Regions from separate parts of the Eptesicus fuscus genome. Here region 2 is linked to region 1. A link is a contact called in public Hi-C data. All regions are on one chromosome and are shown on one strand. Each heading gives the region's core, a stretch centred on a gene start, on an enhancer-like site or on the middle of the called end of the contact. The rest is flanking DNA. Distances are from core to core; before and after follow the strand shown. Region 1 holds the start of CALCRL (calcitonin receptor like receptor). Region 2 holds the start of ZSWIM2 (zinc finger SWIM-type containing 2).

Region 1 (3,730 bases), core at 228-2,727:
TGCATCCTATTTTTATACGAATGTGTTTGCATTGACCTTGATCCTATTGACCTTCAAGTCAAAGATTGTGCACTAAGTTTCTTCCGGGGTCCAGCTAGTAAAAATGTGAGGAGCACAGAGCGTCAGGGACACGAACCCCTTCACGTTGCTAGCCGCTCCTCCTCTGATTGTCTGCCAGGACGCCGTTTTGTTCCAGAACTGCGGTCACGTCGCAGTGTCTCAGCGCCGCTGATCCCACATTTACGAAGGACAGAATGAACATCGCAATAGCCTGTTTGTTTCTAAATGTCACGTAACTGGATTGAGAGGCTTAGAGACGTAAGGGACGTCAGGTCTGATCTGATCATCATGTTAGTTTGCCGATGAGGACCTCGGTGCTCGGACACATAAGGGATGTGTAGAGCTGTGTCGGTTTCAGGATCGATCATTGCTGCCGCACCTCCACACACGTACACAGTAGCCAAAGCCGCGTCTTACCTACAGCCGCCCCCGGGCAGTCCCAGGGAGTCACACACACGTTCGGAATAAACTTATCTTTCTTGGCACACGATGGTTTTGTTGATGAAAAACACACACATCCTAGTGTCATAACACGGCAAAAACACACGCATCCTAGTGTCATACACAGCAAAAACACACGCATACTAGTGTCATGACACGGCAAAAACACACGCATCCTAGTGTCATAACACGGCAAAAACACACGCATCCTAGTGTCATACACAGCAAAAACACACCCATACTGGTGTCATAACACAGCAAACATGCTTAAGAAACCTGCAGCATGAGGTTCCTCCCATTCGTCCTGGGAAACTGGTCGAGGCCTGGCTGACTCCCAGAGCCCCACACGCATGAGCGTGGGTCACAGCGTGAATGAAGACGCTGCAGTCACCACTCCCTGTGTTCACTCAGGGGAATGGAGAATTTCCTCAGGGACACTGGGAAGTATAATTCACACGCGCACACATACACACATGCACACGCACACACGCACACATGCACACCCACGCGCGCACGCACACGCACATGCACACCCGCACGCCCACACACCCACATGTGCACGCCCACATGCACACGCACGCACACACAGGCATGCACGCACACACATATGCACATGCACGCACACCCACACACACATGCACACACACACATGCACGCGCACGCGCACACACAGGCCCGCCCCAGCCCCTGTGGTCTGTGCACAGAACATCACACTGACTCCCTTGCACCGCAGGCAGCTGCCGGCCGCTGGAGCAGAGCTCAGGGGAGAAGCCCACCCTGTGGAGGAGCCCACCTGTGGGTGCTGCCGGGGTCAGCTGCTTCTTGCCTGGGGGGTGGGGGGGAGCAGGCGCCGCCTGGGGGCGCCCCTGGAGGAGGAGTGGCCGAGCCCCGAGCGGGCGGGGCGCTGATGTCACAGGAAGCCCCGCCTCCCCGCCGGCTGGGACGGGGTGAGGGAGCCCCGCCGCTCAGACGGGCTCTGCTGCCGCCGCCTCCGCAGGGCCGGCGCCGGCTCCGCGCACCTGGGAGCAGCTCCCGCGTCCGGACGTTCGCGGAGGAGCGGACCGCCGCCCGCCCAGCGCTTCTCGGGGCTCCCGCGGCCGGTAAGTCAGCGCCTCCTCCGCACCCGCTGCTCCGGTCCGGCTCGCGGTCCTCCCGGAGGGGACGGGCTGGCGCCCCGACCTCGCCGCCTGATCTGCGGGGAGACGCCGCCCGTGCGGGCCGGACCGTCCAGGAATGAGCGGGGAGCCCACACCCACCCGAGCGCGGGTCCCATCTCAGCCCGAGGGGAGCCGGCCCTCCGCGCGGGGCGGCCGTGACCGTGACCGTGACCGCGGGCATCCCCACCCGGACCGCCCTCCGCGCCCGGCGCCGCGGGGAGAAGGGGCGCGGGAGTCCCCCCGGGCCTCGCGCTCACCCCGCGGGGCGCAGGGGGTCGGGGAGCACCGTCCAGGGGGGTTCGGGGAGCACCGCCCGGGGGGTTCGGGGAGCACCGCCCGGGGGGGTTCGGGGAGCACCGCCCAGGGGGGTTCGGGGAGCACCGTCCAGGGGGGTCGGGGAGCACCGTCCAGGGGGGTTCGGGGAGCACCGTCCAGGGGGTTCGGGGAGCACCGCCCGGGGGGGGGGGGGTCGCGCTCTCCCGCTCGGCTCTCCCCGCGGTCCGCCGGCGGGACTCCGTTGCTCCTGTTGCGGCGTCTCCGTCCCTCGCGCTCCCGACCTGCGCCCGCGGCGGGGCGGCGGGTGGCGGCCGCGGGGAAGCACAGCTGCGCGGGGACGCGGGGCTCGGTGGCGGCTCTGCGCCCGGAGCCCGGAGCCCGGAGCCCGGAGCCCGGCTTCCCGTGGGGCGGGCCCCCCTCCCGGCCGGAGCGGAGCGGAGGGTGTGGGCGAGAGGCTGCTGTGAAGAGGAACCCGGGTCCCCAGTGAGCGCATCCGGCCGTGACCCCAGAGGAGAGGCCCGGCCCCGGCGGGGTGGCCCAGTGGGTAGAGCGTCGGCCTGGGACTGAGGGTCCGGGTTCGATTCCGGTCAGGGCACAGGCCCACGTTCCAGGCTCCATCCCGTGTGGGGCGCGCAGGGGGCAGCCGATCCATGATGCCCTCTCATCACTGATGCTTCCATCTCTCTCGCCCTCTCTTCCTCTCTGAGATCAATAAAATATTTATATTTAAAAAAATACAAAGTGGAGCCCGTGCCCTGAAGGCAGGGTTCCCGGGACAGGACGCAGGGAACAGGGACCAAGCCCCTGCTGGTGCCGCAGGCTGTCCTGACCTGACACCAGGGCGGCCGGAGCTGCTGGGACAGGGGTGCAGAGCTCGGGGGGCTGCTGGGACAGGGGTGCAGAGCCCGGGGGCTGCTGGGACAGGGGTGCAGAGCCCGGGGGGCTGCTGGGACAGGGGTGCAGAGCCCGGGGGGCTGCTGGGACAGGGGTGCAGAGCTCGGGGAGCTGCTGGGACAGGGGTGCAGAGCCCAGGGGGCTGCTGGGACAGGGGTGCAGAGCTCAGGGGGCTGCTGGGACAGGGGTGCAGAGCCCAGGGAGCTGCTGGGACAGGGGTGCAGAGCCCGGGGGGCTGCTGGGACAGGGGTGCAGAGCCCGGGGGGCTGCTGGGACAGGGGTGCAGAGCTCAGGGGGCTGCTGGGACAGGGGTGCAGAGCTCAGGGAGCTGCTGGGACAGGGGTGCAGAGCTCAGGGAGCTGCTGGGACAGGGGTGCAGAGCTCAGGGAGCTGCTGGGACAGGGGTGCAGAGCTCAGGGGGCTGCTGGGACAGGGGTGCAGAGCCCGGGGAGCTGCTGGGACAGGGGTGCAGAGCTCAGGGAGCTGCTGGGACAGGGGTGCAGAGCTCAGGGAGCTGCTGGGACAGGGGTGCAGAGCCCGGGGGGCTGCTGGGACAGGGGTGCAGAGCCCGGGGGGCTGCTGGGACAGGGGTGCAGAGCCCGGGGGCTGCTGGGACAGGGGTGCAGAGCTCGGGGGGCTGCTGGGACAGGGGTGCAGAGCCCGGGGGGCTGCTGGGACAGGGGTGCAGAGCCCGGGGGGCTGCTGGGACAGGGGTGCAGAGCCCGGGGAGCTGCTGGGACAGGGGTGCAGAGCCCAGGGAGCTGCTGGGACAGGGGTGCAGAGCTCAGGGAGCTGCTGGGACAGGGGTGCAGAGCTCAGGGAGCTGCTGGGACAGGGGTGCAGAGCTCGGGGAGCTGCTGGGACAGGGGTGCAGAGCCCAGGGGGCTGCTGGGACAGGGGTG
Region 2 (3,779 bases), core at 674-3,173, 230 kb after region 1:
ACAGCCGCCGATCCGCTGCAGCTTTGTCCGGTAGGATGTCTGGAAGATGTCCGGAAGACGTGTGGTCTAATTAGCATATTGCCCTTTTATTAGTATAGAAGATAATGTATATGGAGATAAAATACATATGGAAATATATGTGTATATATACTTACATATACTTATGTATAAGTGTGTGTATATATAAGTATATATGTTGTATATATGGATGGATAGCTAGGTACACACACACATATATGGAGAGTGAATGGTTGTTGAATAGTGTCTTTGTTCTAAAACCTCATTCATCTTGTTATTTAGAAGGTGTAGGCTGTCACTAATTTATTTTGTATTTTTAAAAGTGTAAGTCTTAATAAACAAACTACGGGAATTCAATGTATGATTCCTTTTGGCTTCAGTGAGTTTTTCCTAGTGATAATGTCTGGCTTTACCATCCAGCACCATTAACGTGATGGTGACGTTGGGGGTCTGGCCGCACGTGTGTTGGCTGTTCTGAGTCAGACCTGGGATGGCGTGGTGTTTACCTGGATGGCTCAGGCGAAGGCCGCACCTTCCAGCACCTTCTTTCGTGTGGTGGCCTTCGGGCATCTCCCCTCTCCGGCTGTGGCCATGGCCGGCTTGTGGCTTCCTCCCAGGAGAGGCTGGGACAGGTGTCCTCCATCCTGACGTCACCCGGTGGCTGTTTCCGGTTTCCACTGTAGAGACCCCAGGGACCCGGCTTCTTTGCTGGGCTCCTCTCATTACCGGCTCCCCGGGAGCCAGAGACCAGGTCAGGGGCGGTTTCAGGTTCTGGGACAAGGTTGGTACCAAGGCTGACAATCCTATTCCTTACACAGGGATCCGACATCTTAGAAGGCACAGAGTCAACAGATTCCACCCGCCTCCCTCCCCAACACATCCTGACCCCATCAGGCAATGTAGGGACCCCCCCCCCGTCCCACCCCCACCCCCACCCCACATTTCAGGATCGTGCTTCCTGGGTCAGATGCCTGTGTTAGGGCCCCCGGAGGAGGAGCAGAGGCCAAGGTGGTTCCCGTTATAAACCCATTAGGTGGTCTGGAGCCCAGAGGGGAGGGGCCCCCAGGGGCGGGAGTGGGAGGGGGTGGGCGGGGCGGGGCGGGAGGGGGGGCGGGCTGGGGGGAGGGGCGGGCAGGGGTCTGAGCGGGGGACATGGTCCAGCCGGAGGGGCGGGGCGGGTCCACAGGCCCGTTCCCCGGGAGGGCGGGGGCGTGGATGCCTCGCGGGCGGCTCGGTGGTGAGCTGGGCCCATTGGATCGGACCCCGCAGGCCCCTCGCGGGCTGGGGACAGGCCAGCGGCACCTGCCGACGCCGCAAGGGCCTCGGTTCCGACCTGATGACGAGTCGGCATCTTCTCCGCACCCGGAGCCCAAGCCGGGCGGCGCGCCGGTCCCCACACAACCAAGGCCCGGCCCGGGGGCCCCGCGGAGGGACTGACAGCCTCCGGCCCGGCCCCCCGACCCGCCGGCGGCCTTAGGGACCCTCCCGGGCCGGGGCCGGGCGCCGGGGAAGGAGCGCGGGCGGCGGCGTCCTCACCCGCCCGCTCCGGTCCCCGCCTCCGCTCGCGCAAGGCACGCCGGGACGCCGCGGTCCCCACCCGTCACCAAGGCAACCGGCGGCGCGGTCCCCACCCCGTCACCAAGGCAACCGGCGGCGCGGTCCCCACCCGTCACCAAGGCAACCGGCGGCGCGGTCCCCACCCGTCACCAAGGCAACCGGCGGCGCGGTCCCCACCCGTCACCAGGACAACCGGCGGCGCGGTCCCCACCCGTCACCAAGGCAACCGGCGGCGCGGTCCCCACCCGTCACCAAGGCAACCGGCGGCGCGGACCCCACCCGTCACCAGGACAACGGCGGCGCCGGAGGTGGGGGGCCGCCGGGGCCCGCGGTCGGCCGCGCCGGGCGATGCAGCGCGGAGGCCCCGCCAAGGCCGCTCCGCGGCGCAGACACCTGAGCCGCCGGCTGAGCCGCGCGCAGGACCGGGCGCTGGGCGGCAGCATCTACCTGGTGCGGGAGAGCGGCCCCACCGGCTTCCTGCTGCGCGAGGAGGAGCCCGCCTTCCGCGACTTCCGAGTAACGGCCGCCGGGCCCCGGCCCCGCCCCGCCGCCCCGGCCCCGCCGGCCCCGGCCCCCCCCACCGGCCCCACCCGACCCGCCCTGGGCCCCCAGTCCCACCGCCCGCCGGCCCCCGGCCCCGCCCCTGCCCCTGCCCCCCGCCCCGGCCCCACCGGCCCCGCCCCGCCCCTCCCCACCCCCCCCTGCCCCTCCCGCCCGGCCCCCAGCCCCACCGCCCCGGGCCCCGGCCCCTCCCCGCCCCGGCCCCGCCCCCCGGCCCCCACCGGCCCCACCCGACCCGCCCTGGGCCCCCAGTCCCACCGCCCGCCGGCCCGCCCCCCGCCCCCCCCGCCCCTGCCCCCTCTAACCCCGCCCCTGCCCCCTCTAACCCCGCCCCTGCCCCTCTAACCCCGCCCCTGCCCCTCTAACCCCGCCCCTGCCCCCTCTAACCCCGCCCCTGCCCCTCTAACCCCGCCCCTGCCCCTCTAACCCCGCCCCTGCCCCTCTAACCCCGCCCCTGCCCCTCTAACCCCGCCCCAGCCCCACCTGCCCCACCTGACCCGCCCTGGGCCCCCAGTCCCACCGCCCGCCGGCCCCTCCAGTCCCTAAGGCCATCTGGGCTCAGCCCCTAGGGGCGCGCTGCACAGGGACCATGTTGCTGAGAGAAGGTTCCCTCTGGGGTGGGACTCCAGATGGCGCCCCACCGGGGAGAGGATGGCCTCTGACCTTGGGCTGGGGAGGAGGCCTGTGGTTGGAAGCCGGGGTTGGGAGGGTTAGGGTTAGGGTGAGGGTTGGGTTAGGGTGAGGGTGAGGGTTAGGGTGAGGGTTAGGGTTAGGGTTGGGTTAGGATTAGGGTGAGGGTGAGGGTTAGGGTTAGGATTAGGGTTAGGGTTAGGGTTAGGGTTAGGATTAGGGTGAGGGTGAGGGTTAGGGTTAGGGTTGGATTAGGATTAGGGTTGGGTTAGGGTTAGGGTTAGGGTGAGGGTTAGGGTGAGGGTTGGGGTTAGGGTTAGGGTTGGGGTTAGGATTAGGGTTGGGGTGAGGGTGAGGGTACGGGTTGGGGTTGGGGTTAGGGTTAGGGTTAGGGTTAGAGGATTAGGGTTAGGGTTGGGGTTAGGGTCAGGGTCAGGGTTAGGGTTAGGGTGAGGGTTAGGGTTAGGGGCGTCCTTAGCCCGCACTAGCCCCGCAACTGACACGGAAAGCTGCTCTCTGCCTGCAAACCGCTATCACGGCTAAATACCGAAACCGGTTTCCTGGACCGTTAGCCACTCTCCAGCTGATAAGACCCTAAAAAAGGATGTACATGATGGCGCCCTGGAAGGGTCTTAGTGGATAAAAGTTCTTTGTGGTTTTGCTGAAAGTCCACGGATGTTTCAGATATTGGCATATCCTGCTCTCACCGTCCCACACCGTCCGACCCTCCCAGCGGGCGTGGCCCGGGGCGTTTGGGTGGTTTATGCTTTGACCTGCCGAGTGCAGAGGATCTCCCTTCACTGTGCTGCTACCACACTGCGTTCAGTGTGCTCAGCCACGATGGGCGAGGTGAACAAAATTAATTAAATTAACTCACCAAACAAACAAAAAGCCAAAATCTTAAAAAGGTCTTTGGCTTCACTGCAAGGTAGGATTTCCTGAGAGAGAGAGAGAGAGAGAGAGAGAGAGGAGAGAGAGACTTTGAAGCTTTTAAGATTAGCCTTCTTTTCACT

Evidence for each region. A called contact is a pair of places that touch in the nucleus more often than the background predicts.
Region 2: a contact with region 1 is called in a Hi-C map of liver, with 5 times the contacts expected there. The contact joins the promoter of ZSWIM2 here to the promoter of CALCRL in region 1. A contact is called at or near these places in 2 of 2 Hi-C or Micro-C datasets (liver and muscle).

Annotation. Positions count from the first base shown.
Region 1 is chr11:92,895,525-92,899,254 of DD_ASM_mEF_20220401, forward strand. CALCRL (calcitonin receptor like receptor) reads left to right here and starts at 1,478. Exons shown (of 15, transcript XM_054723288.1): 1 at 1,478-1,601.
Region 2 is chr11:93,126,253-93,130,031 of DD_ASM_mEF_20220401, forward strand. ZSWIM2 (zinc finger SWIM-type containing 2) reads left to right here and starts at 1,924. Exons shown (of 10, transcript XM_054723201.1): 1 at 1,924-2,091. The coding sequence starts at 1,924. It overlaps LOC114233363 (a long non-coding RNA gene), which reads right to left and starts at 855. Exons shown (of 3, transcript XR_008557446.1): 1 at 525-855.